Regions from separate parts of the Danio rerio genome. Here all the other regions are linked to region 1. The links are chromatin contacts, called in public Micro-C maps. All regions are on one chromosome and are shown on one strand. Each heading gives the region's core, a stretch centred on a gene start, on an enhancer-like site or on the middle of the called end of the contact. The rest is flanking DNA. Distances are from core to core; before and after follow the strand shown.

Region 1 (4,014 bases), core at 584-3,083:
TATACATACAGTTAAAGCCAGAATTATTAGTTTTTTCCACACACTTCTAAACAAGTTTTATTAACTCTCTTTATAAAATTTCTAATAACTGATTTATTTTATTATATGCCATGATGACAGTAAATAATATTTTACTAGATAATATATTCTTCAAGACACATTTTTACAGCTTAAAGTGACATTTAAAGGCTTATGTGGGTTAATTAGGTTAAATAGGTAGGTTGGGGTAATTAGGCAAGTTATTGTAAAACAATGGTTTGTTCTGTAGACTATCAAAAATATATAGCTTAAATGGGCTAATAATGCTGACCTTAAATCTGCATTAATTCTAGATTTCTAAGACTTTCTCTAGAAAACACTATTATCAGACATACTGTGAAATTTCCTTGTTCTGTTCAACAATATTTGGGGAGTATTTAAAAAAATAAACAAAAAAAACTATTCAAAGAGGGGCTAATAATTCTGACTTCACTTGTATATTTCCCCTTAGACCACCGGATAATGTGCACATAATTGTTTCATGAAAAGCGCAAATTATTTTAAACATTTATATTTTCCTATTTATTGAATCTAGTATTATGAATAACCATGACTTAAAATGGATAAAACCTATCCATAGATATGGGATAGAACTTATGATTTCTTTTAAAATCATTTTTATCAGATTAACTGACAAAAATTAAACCCTGTTTCTAAAACATTCAACCTCACACAGATATAAGCTGTCATTCCAACAGGTAAAGCCCACCAACCTGATTATGTTGAAAGACAAGCAGTCAACAAGCAGGCATTTCGAAGACAAACCAAAACACAACTCAATCTGATGTGGAAAAACACTAGACCCCAGTCTGCCTTGACCGTCTGATCAGACCCCTGCTATGGCTTTCCATTCAAAAACATAAACCCTCCAAACAAAATATTAATCAAACCGCATAAAGAAACGATTAAATTCATCAACACAAACACTGTTTTGCGGTTGCACAGCCGAAAAAGGAAGTCTATCTGAAATGGCTGCCAACTCATACCACAACTAAGTTTTGATGAAATGCCTGTCCTGTATTGAGTATATTTACAACCTAAGTAAACAGACAGAAACCGGTATTTAACTCAGAAACCCAAACACAAGCCTAATTCCCTATCTCAATCCCTCTATTTTTATAGAAAAAGAAAGTCGCTTCTATTTCAAACCCAATAACTCAGTCAGCAAAAGCAATCTGTTGTATGCTTTTGCAAATTAGGCCTGCATCCTGAGCAAAATGGCCATATAGCCATTATGTCAGCTATTGAAGTCTTTCCTTAACCTACAACCTGAGCCAAATCTGCAGCTCGGTCATTCTGCCAGTCAAAATGTGCTCTTCCTCTTAAAGTCTGCACCGTCTGCTCCTCCTCAGGGCCTTCATTTTGAGAGGTCTGGCCTGTGACACGACTGTGCTCCTCTCCGGCTCTACAGAAACATAGCTAGGAGAGACACCAGAAGAGGCCATTTTGGTCAGAGTGTTAGCACAGGTCAGCCATGCGATCCTGAAGACTAAAACACAGAGTGAGTGTGATTTCTGAGTTGCTTCTGTCTGCCAGGATCCAAATCTCTCTCTCACTCCCTCTCTCTTTTGGTGTTGGGACAGGTTTTTGCCCCCCCTGTCTGTGAGAAAAGCCAGTATTTCTGCATGACACAATTCAACCATTAGCATTAGCAAGTAGTGTAGAAAGCATACAAGCAATGAAAGATCTCTTACCTCTGTGGATGCATGGCTTAAAACACACTGAGTAATGCCAATGCTTATTAAAACATGGAGGACAGACCTCCTTCTCTCTCTCTCTCACTCTCTCTATGCACAGCAGTCTCGGCTTCTCCAAGCCAGGCAAGCCAACATTCTGATTATGAAAGAGGCTTACCGATTGGCTGGTTTTTAGCAACCAAATGAAAGGGAGCGGGTGATTGGCTGACATGTTTCCTGAGTGAATGTCTTTTGTTCAGTATAGAGACAGGCTGTGGCAGGATTGGGGACTGAAAAAGGAGCTAGGCCTTGATCTTTACTACTAAAACTGAGTGAAATAACACCATAAAAACATTACTTATAGTAAAGAACATCGAATATTTGTTAAATTACCACAACAGTGACAATATACATGCACTAGACCTTGAAATTCTAAATGAAACCCTCAAACAGTGAAAATGTTCAAATATGAAGAAGTTAAATGATAAATATTGAACAAATATACACTTTTCAGCTTTAATATATATATATTTTTTGGGTTCATATTGTATGCTGTAAAAGCTCGGTTAGTTTGTTAATCATTTACTACAGCTGTTATACCTGTTATATTTAATCCAGTAAATTTAGCATCATGTTTTGTTTCTTTAAGCATGTAACCTAGCATAAAAACTACCAATATATGCACCTAATGTTTCCTTGTGTAAGTTATACATATGTTATAATAACCTTTATATTGAAATATCTAAATGTTCAGTCTTTAAAATCTATTCTTTTTTAAATGATTGGTTATGAAAATGTGAACCATTTTATTATTTTGCAAACATTTTGGATTAATACTTTTTGTTTTCCAAAATTTAGTAATAATGTGACTATTTATAATTTATTCATTCATTTATTTTCCTTCGGCTTAGTGCCTTTATCCATCTGGGGTCACCACAGCGGAATGAACTGTGAACTTATTCAGCATATGTTTTACACAGCGGATTCCAGCAGCAACCCCGTACTGGGAAACATTAATACAAACTCATTCACACACATACACTATGGTCAATTTAGTTTATTCAATTCACTTCCAGGACTCGAACCATCAACCTTCCAACAAAAACATTTTTAGAAAACAAATATCCATGAAATTTGAGTAAATGTTATGTTTGTGCTAACATTTTGCTAACATTATTAAGGAGCAGATCATTCTTTTAATACTAGTAAATGTTGTTCTTAACTGTTGTTCAATGTTCAGAGCGACTTCCCTTTTAGATGAGAAGGTTAACAGAACGTTTAGGTTAACATTTCTGGCAAAATATCAAACATTTGTGGTATTTTGGAACATTTTTAGAACACAAAGATTGCAAAAACCATTCCAGAAAAACAACACTAGCTTCACATGTGCAACCACATGTCAAAAAAAGTGCAACAAGTGTGAAATATTTGGTTATAAAACATTTTTATGTGAAACCCTTGTAAACACTCTTTCTCACTTTTTTTCCGCATGATCACATGGCTTTTAAATGAAATGTCTCATTGATTATATGACCATTAAGTTATGACAACATGCCTTTTTGTGATTTTTTTTATTTTAAAATTAGTTTTTACTTTTTATTTACAATTTATACAAAATTCAACTTTATCTTTAGCGTCAATTTAATAAAATGTAAGCTGAAGTGACTTGTAATCACTTCTATTCACTTCAAATAACTTGAAAGGTAATTTGATATAACCTAAAAAGATAGCATTTTTAAATGTATCATTCTTCTATCTAGCAAATAAATGTTTCTTTCTGTGTGTCCTGAACTTCACCTTGAAATTCTATGTGATCTTCAGTGATTTACTGTATGATACCCTGTGTTTAACCATTGACCAATGCCTACTATTTCAAAATCAGTTCAGATCTGAAAAGTCACATTGGCTTGATGTCTGATACGCCATGATCATGTGTTTCTGACTGACCTGAGAGGGTGGAGCTTGAACTTATTTAAAACCTGCACCAGTTAAACGGGTTCTCCAGCACCTTTCAATGTGTCAGCTTATGAAAAACACACCCGCACCTGTTGTTTCTTTACTTAACCAGACTTCATGTGTTAGTAACTAGAAAGAAGGAATAATACGCACACATTGAATCAAGAAAACTCAGAGCTGAATATATAAGTGCTATAATGTTGCTCCATGGAAGTGTTTTATTTTTATGCGGAATCATTTTTTGTTGTTATTGTTTACTTGTTATTGTTGCATATCCATTTATTCATTCATTTTCTTGTCGGCTTAGTCTCTTTATTAATCTGGGGTTGCCACAGCGGAATGA
Region 2 (3,814 bases), core at 48-2,547, 170 kb after region 1:
AGTGCCATAATTGAAAAGATATAAAGTTTCAAACTGTTAAAATTTCAATAAAAGTCACTTTATCAAATGTTCCCATTATGCCTTTTAAAAGAGCTAATAAACAGAAAATGATCCATTTACAGTTGAAGTCAAAATGACAAGTCAAGTGCTGTTTAACAGACCAAGGACATTTGCACAGTTTTTTTTTTTTCAGTTCTCTTTTTCTTCTAGTTTTGGTTGAGTGAAAGCAGCTTTTAAGTTTTAGTTTTTTGAAGAATTTTTATATATTTTATTTTGATTGACTACAAAAAAATACTGCAATGATTAATAATATGATTTACTGTACATTGCTTGTGTTTGTGTGTGCGCATGTGTGCAAGAAACAGCTTAGATGTGATTTTTATCCAATTCATTGGCTATTATTGGTCTATCTTATGTGATTGACAGGTTGTCGTGTCATCAGAAAAAATAAATGTGAGATGGAGATAAGGCTGGCCGATTAATCGAAAACTAAATAAAATTGATATTGAAAACCTTTAATCCATCTAATTTTTCCAGGACGATCTTTTTCAATTACTTTTCCTACTACGTCTAAAGTAGATACATGACTCCGCTCTGTTAAGGCTGATTTATAATTCTGCGTCAAAAGCACGGGAATGTTCCGGCACAGTCTTCACGTGGTCACATACCCGCACACATCTCGAAAAATGTATCTACACATCGCACGTTTGCATTACATTGATGATTGGAAGCTGCGCCTGATATCTGCTAGAGACGTCATATTTTACATTACAATAAAACTATTTACATTGAAAATTATATTTTCTACTTTTGAAAACATTAAAAATAAATGATTGTTTCTGAAAGTGCATTTTATAAAAAAAAACGTTGTTCAATAAATAATCTATAATGTTATAATAAATAATAATGTTTCCTTCAATTATTATTTTATTATTTTAAGTAATATGTGTGCATATTTACTGTACAAAACCTGTCAGTTTACCATGAGGGCAAAAAAATAAAATAAACAAATAAAATAATCGTTCATTTATCGTAATTAAGTTAAAAAGTTCAATTAATTGAGATTTTGATTTTTGGCCAAATCGCCCAGCCCTAGATGGAGCACAACTTGTTTTTTTTTTAAATATTATTAAAGATGACTGCATGAATTCAACAAGAAATCATAACAAAATGTTCAGCTTTGTCAGCATTCTACTTTTTCTTTTTGACCAATCAGAGCGGAGTATCCCAGAGAGCTTTGGAATAATGCTAATTATCACTGACTTCTCTGAGGGCTGAGGCAACTCGGGTTCTTTCCCACCCTGCTAGCTTTCTCTTTCTCTTCTCTTCTTTTCTTTTTCTTTCCGTCTGACGCACTATGAGTGAAGGATATCAGATTCCCCTGAAAGCTCTCGGACAGGTGAGCGCTGCTTTGCTTGACCTCCATCTCTCACATTACGGTGCTAAACTGCGACTCCCTGCTGTTCTCGATTACACACGTTTGCCTGCACACACACACAGGTGTGATCCTTACACATCAGTCTCTTTTAGTCGCCAATTGGTATCGACATCATCGAGGCTAAATGGATTCAGTTACAGGGCATTATTATGTATGATGCTCAGACATGATCATACAAAACATGTTTTGTACAAAAACAGATGGACAAGTAGGAAAAGTGAAGAGACCAGTTTTTCTGGATTTATAGTTGTGTTTTGTAATCTGAAGACTTTTCTTCCAAATTTAAAACACAAATGATTACTTTTACAACATTTTTCGGCATAAAATAACAACCGAGTGCCATGTTTTCAGACACATTTGTATTAGTTTTTAGAAAGCACAATACCTTCAAATTTATGTCATTTATTTATATATTTTTTGAAACTCGGTCCTATACTGCCTGTCTTGACCAGGGCACCCTGTTATAAGAGATATTGTGCCTCAATGGGACTTTCCTGGTTAAATAAATAAATGAATGTTCGAATTGTGTTCTTGGCTTCTTTGGTGAACAGAATGTTATAAACAAAAGTATTTTTTATTGCAACCTTCTAAAGGCCTTATTTTAAAATATTTTTATGCATCATTATTTTTATGAATCAACTGTCGATTGGGTTTAGGGAAGGGGGTGGGCGGATAAATCTGTGATTTTAAAAACACTAGTGGTTGGGTTTAGGGAAGGAGGGGGGTGGGTCAGTCAGTCAGTCATTTAACAGCAGCCTCTGGTGGATTTACATGAGAACAGCAGGCGTGAATTGCACTCGCAAGAGAAATGTGAGATCTGCAAAAGTGTACACAGCGGCCTCTGGTGGATTCAAAAACTGCCAAAAATCGTAGCTCCTGTGACGTATTTGGTGCTCTCCAGAAATGTATATAATGGTACATTTTCTAAACGAGCGTGGACTGGATTTACTACATTTTTAGTGTCATTTAGTGGTTGGAAACTATTTATATGGGCTGGATTTAAATAAACAAATAAGTTAACTGTTACTAAATTTAAATTGTTTGTTTAAATTCAGCCCATATAAATAGTTAGCAAGCACTTACCTTAAGAAAATGTAGTAAATCCAATGAAACTTGTTTTTTTGTATGTAACCGTGTTAATCTACTTTTTTTTTTAAACATGACACTATTATAATAAATCCATAAGACCTCATATTGCTAGTATTTTGATCAATAACATTGAATATTTTCACTGACAATATCTTGACCTCATAGATGCTTTTGCAGGAATTTGATAGCAGCACCACTGTGAGCAAATGAAATCTGCACACTAGGCATTGATATAATAATATTAGTTTTATATCACATGAATCTAAAGGACACTTTAAGCAAAACCAGTCCTGCTGGGATCTCAGTGGGTAGTGGGCACTCTGTGAGGAACCAAAATATAATTACCTGTCTGCAGCAACCACACATTTAAAAAACAACAGCAGCTTTGCTAAGTGATGGAATAACAAATCAAAAGGAAAGTACAGAAATAGTTAATTGAGAGAGAGAGAGAGAGAGAGAGAGAGAGAGAGAGAGAGAGAGAGAAAGAGAGAAATAATAAATAACAGAAAGTTGATCTACATAATCATCTCTAGATAGGACAGCTGTGCTACATTGTGGTCAGGCTCAAACCTCAGCAGAGTTTTCATAGATTTTTAACGTGCTCTTATAACACTCAGCAAAAAAGCACCTGCACTTTTCACTCCCACTCAAGCATGAAATGATGTCGACACAGAATGACTCAACTGATTTGTTGCGCCACATTCAAAAAGACAATACGTTCTGTATCTATACAGGGCTGCATTCTAAGTCTCCCCTATACCTTAAAACAGTGTACTTTTTTAGGGAGCAGATATTTGTATTGGTGTTAGAAACCACAGTGGACATTCTGAAGTGAACTCAGTCAATCCCACAATGTATTGTGCAGTAATAAATGTACAGCCGATGCACACTCAATGGCTAGAGCAGTATTTCTCAACCATGCTTCTGATGGCACACCAACAGTACACATTTTCAACCTCTTCCTATTCAAACACACCTGAATCAACTCATCAGAACATTAGAAGACACTCCAAAACCTGAAATAAATGGTTTAGATAAGGGAGACATTCAAAATATGACTGTTGGTGTGCCTCTAGGAACAAGGTTGGGAAACACTGGACTAGAGAATACAGTAACTAGTAGAAATATGGTACAGTCTCTTTAAAGGTCTTTGAAATGTGCATATTTTTCATTTAATCCCAATAGGCACAGAACGTCAACATAACATCAGATTGACATTGTATCTCAATGTTGTGGGACATTGCTTTTTATTTGGAATTGGGTTGATGTCAGAACCCAATGTTACCG
Region 3 (4,068 bases), core at 1,363-3,862, 200 kb after region 1:
TGTCAAAACGGTCAGCTGAGAGCTAAATGAAGCATTTAAAAGGAGAGACAGATGATATTTATAGTGATTGTCATTTGATATGTTGCAACTGTCTGAATCCAGCTGCCCACTCACCCTTTGTTGGAACTCCTATCCAGTTAAGGTAGCGAGTGAGTTTTTTCGACATGTACGTCTTGCCTCTGGCAGGGAGGCCGATCATGACGATCACAGTAGGGGAGTTTGTCATGTAAGAAGCCCATGCTGTGGTCAAACGGACACCAAAAAAAAACAGTAAGACAGCATTTATTAGCACATAAAGAGTTGGAGGACGTTAGCAGTATCTCAAGTATTAACTATTATTCATTCATTCATTTTCCTTCAGCATAGTCCATGATTTATCAGGGGTCACCACAGATGAATGAACCGCCATCTACTCTGGCATATGTTTTACGCAGCCCTTCCATCCACAACCAAACAATGATAATCTGTTAAATATAAACTACTAAAATTGCACATATAAGCACCAAAGGGATAGATGTCGAAAGCACCCAGATATGAAAGCTTATTGTTAATTTACTCGCCTTCTTTTTTAAGGGTTTGAAATAAGTCTTTAATGCTCACACAAATGCTGTCTTTTAAAAACTATTATATAAATAGTAAAGTTACGGTAGCAGAGAAAGCTTAACATGCTTCAAAGTCATGCAATTACAAAAGCAACTGCACCAGAAATTAAGAAAAGATCTTCATCTGTACGACAGCACACATGCTGCAAATCCTCACAACACATACACATTAAAAAACATGCTGCATTTTTCCACACCGCAAACAAATGAATAAAATGTGCTGCATTTTCTCACAACACAAACAAATTACGAAATCACGCTGCATTTTCTCACAACACTTGCAAAAAGAACTGAACACAATGGATATGTTTCAAGTGGATCCAAAAACATGACGACCACCGTGCCGTGACAATTGCTCAGTAAAGTTGTAGGTGATGTTTTATTTTAACATCCTGATCCCCTTGTCTTTTGTATTTTATTAGCCTAAAATAACCATAAACTAAATAGCCAATTCCGCAAAGCAATTTCCGCTGTGTTCCATGCTATTTGAAAGTGTTGTGAGAAAATGCAGCACGTTTTCCTAAATTGTTTGCATTATGAGAAAATGCAGCATGATTAACTGATTTGTTTGCGTTGTGAAGATTTGCAGCACATGTGGTGTCTTGGGACACATCTCTTCTCCATCTACACAACATCTCTAGGACCAGTCTTTTTTTTATTTTTTTTATTTGCATGCATTTTCTTAAATTGCAGCACTAAGCTCACTGGGCTACCGTATAAAATACTAGAAAGTATTACAGCAACGTGCAATGTCTACTTTGACGTGATTCTACTGATATATACACGTCAATATATTATAAATTTCATTTTGAAGTAATGATAGACGATGCTGAATTTTAAGCACCAGTCTTTAATGTCACATGACCTTTAAAAGTTCATTCATTTGCTGCATTAGAAACATTTGTAATGATTATAAATGTTGAAAAAGCAGTGCTGATAATATCTTTTTGAAATGTTTTTATTTAAAAATATTCAAATAATAAAGATATTATGCGAAATAAAAGATTACATCCAGGCAACAATTTATTAAAACACACTCACATACACACACACACAAATAATCCTAAACACTAAAAAGTGCGCCTTTTACCTTGATCTGCAATTTGAAACCAGCATAACAGACAATGCTGACAATCTAAATAAAGGGCAGCACAGCAGTTTTCTTTTTTTTTTATAACCCAGCCTGACAGTGAACTTCTGTTTGGCTGTTCAGTAACAGCTGACACCACAAGAAGGACAACTGTGATATGATTCAGGGCCGTCGTTAAACTTAACAGGGCCAGGGAACAAATCTGTCATGCAGTAAACATCAACTGAGGAGCCCCCTAAACCTCTCAAAAACCCACGAAACATTTTAGATCAGTGGGACACGAAAGCCTGTGTACTTACAGCATTTCTTCTCTTGGCCTCTAGGCTCTGATTTCTTGGCTTCAGCAGAACTGGTTGGACCAGCCTCCTCCTGCTGCAGCCATGCAGACATACTGAATCTGTATCTGACAGACCTAATCACTCACTCACTCTTAGTGCTGCAAAGACAGGCACACCTGCAGAGAGACGAACACAAACGGCGAAATAATGACAATATACGCATTCTACGTTAGTGGAAATTACTAGTGTTTGCGTAGATTATGCTCTACTCAGTGACAAACAGCTTTTATTCTTGGCACTTATTTAGCGCAGTAATACAGATACGTCATTACGTAGAAAAGGATGCTGAGAATATCGTGCTACGTCATTACCGTTAACCTTTGGATGAGGGCTTTTCAACATTTACTGACAGTTTAATCCATACGCATATAAAATCTTATTGTACACATATTAAAGAAGCACTATCGCGAGACACATATAACCATACTGTTTCCAAATCGTTGACATTCTACCTCAAGAGGTCCGTGTTTTACTCCGTATCTTCCAGGTTCCACCGGTAAGTTCAGTATGTTTCCGCCAGGTGCTGTCGTTGCCTCAGCCGGTTTTTGCACTTGATAACCTTCCATGGCAACCAGAGCCAAGCGCGTGAGTGAAGGTGTGTCCATACGTCACCGTTTACTTACCGTAATACCTGCAGCAAACTGAACTGGGAAGTCAGTCATATCGTGGTTTGATTCATATTAGTCAATCTTTTCAATCGACTCGTAAACTGATCCGGTCAGTGTAGAGTCAGACTACAGTCGGGTTCCAGAATTATACACTCTATGTTTTTTTGTCATTTTTTTAAAATGAGCTATTTATTTAGATATTTATTTATTTATTATTATTTTCTTTTACAAAAACTGTTAGCCTGTCCCCTTTTTTTGAGCACAGACCTACACATTTAATTTGATCTCTTAAAAATTCCAAGAAATCAAAACTGAATTTAAAGTGATCTATTAGCTAGTTTTCTCCTAAAAAATTGAGAATATATAAATTATCAAACACGGATCAACCATTTTGATGACATCACTCTGCACTTGTGAGATAGTCTGCCCAATCAAATGCTTTCTAGAATCTAAAGTGTCCTACAGTTAACTTTTGATAGATGCAAAAACTGTGAAACCTGTCACTTGTACATATAATTACCATTTTCTACTGCATGTGGTGAAAGGCACACAGTGTAGTACTGTATATAGGAGATAAATGATTCAAACTATGTAAAAACTTTCCATTGAGATTGATGATGTAAGCTGCTGTCAACTCTCCAATTACTTAAGAGGTTCTCTGGTTTTAATTGACCAATCAGGCTGTGCAGCGCCACATAAAGATGAACAAATCCAAACAGACACCATGAAGCCCCACAAATAATTATATCCTCATGATGTTAAATTACCACCAAAAATACAATTTTGTATCGTTGAGAATAGTTTTCCTTCAAATCAAAGTTGTAAATGTTGCTATTTTCTTAATTCTTTTTGACTGCACATGCTTTCCGAAGGCAAGGCAGACCTGCCAAGCAGTGATACTGCATACACGCACAGCACGCAGTATTTAGCTGTTCATAAAGGGTCGTGTGTGTTTGTTTGTTTCCATGATCAACAGGTTTGTTGTATGTTTTTCCCCACAATGATGTCAGGGCTGATACAGCAAAGCTGTTAGTGTGCAGCAAGCATTTTTGTTTGGAGTCTGGAGAGCTATATGATTATTGGAGAATGGAGGACTTTTCTTTTATCAGTCCAGTTTGTTACAATTTAAGACACATCGCCTATCGGTGCTGCTGTTTTCGCCTGTGTAAAAACCTACAGATTACTGGCAAGCCTAATGCTTGAAATAGACAGGGCAAGACACGGGCTGTACTGCTATCCACTGTGTCTGCATTCAGACCCGGGGACTGAGGAGGAGAGAAGTCCTCCTAGTTTATAGTGTTTATATAAACATGATTATCTTTATGATGATGTAACAAATTGTGGGTATTCTTTCATTCATTTTCTTTTTGGCTTAATCACTTTATTTTCTAAGGGGTCACCACAGCGGGATGAACCGCCAACTTATTCAG

The links. Hi-C and Micro-C count contacts between places; a contact is called where the count stands out from the background.
Region 2: a Micro-C map of caudal fin shows a contact between it and region 1, with 4 times the contacts expected there. The contact joins the enhancer-like site here to the promoter of zmynd8 in region 1. A contact is called at or near these places in 3 of 18 Hi-C or Micro-C datasets (caudal fin, hematopoietic stem cells and an unstated tissue) and 2 of 4 datasets of contacts at active chromatin or transcription factors (embryo and gastrula embryo).
Region 3: a Micro-C map of caudal fin shows a contact between it and region 1, with 4 times the contacts expected there. The contact joins the promoter of pfkfb2b here to the promoter of zmynd8 in region 1. A contact is called at or near these places in 2 of 18 Hi-C or Micro-C datasets (caudal fin and hematopoietic stem cells) and 2 of 4 datasets of contacts at active chromatin or transcription factors (embryo and gastrula embryo).

The regions. Positions count from the first base shown.
Region 1 is chr11:20,695,381-20,699,394 of GRCz12tu, forward strand. zmynd8 (zinc finger, MYND-type containing 8) reads right to left here and starts at 1,834. Exons shown (of 20, transcript XM_687794.11): 1 at 1,734-1,834. The coding sequence starts at 1,747.
Region 2 is chr11:20,868,749-20,872,562 of GRCz12tu, forward strand. No RefSeq gene overlaps it. Among named protein-coding and RNA genes, the nearest start is that of pfkfb2b, 23 kb to the right of the region's middle. Within about 2 kb of position 1,298, at least 5 of the 62 cell types and tissues checked have an H3K27ac peak or open chromatin away from gene starts, as enhancers often do. A contact at or near this core is called in caudal fin, where this site is marked.
Region 3 is chr11:20,890,849-20,894,916 of GRCz12tu, forward strand. pfkfb2b (6-phosphofructo-2-kinase/fructose-2,6-biphosphatase 2b) reads right to left here and starts at 2,613. Exons shown (of 16, transcript XM_021479801.3): 1 at 2,483-2,613; 2 at 1,992-2,146; 3 at 115-240. The coding sequence starts at 2,082.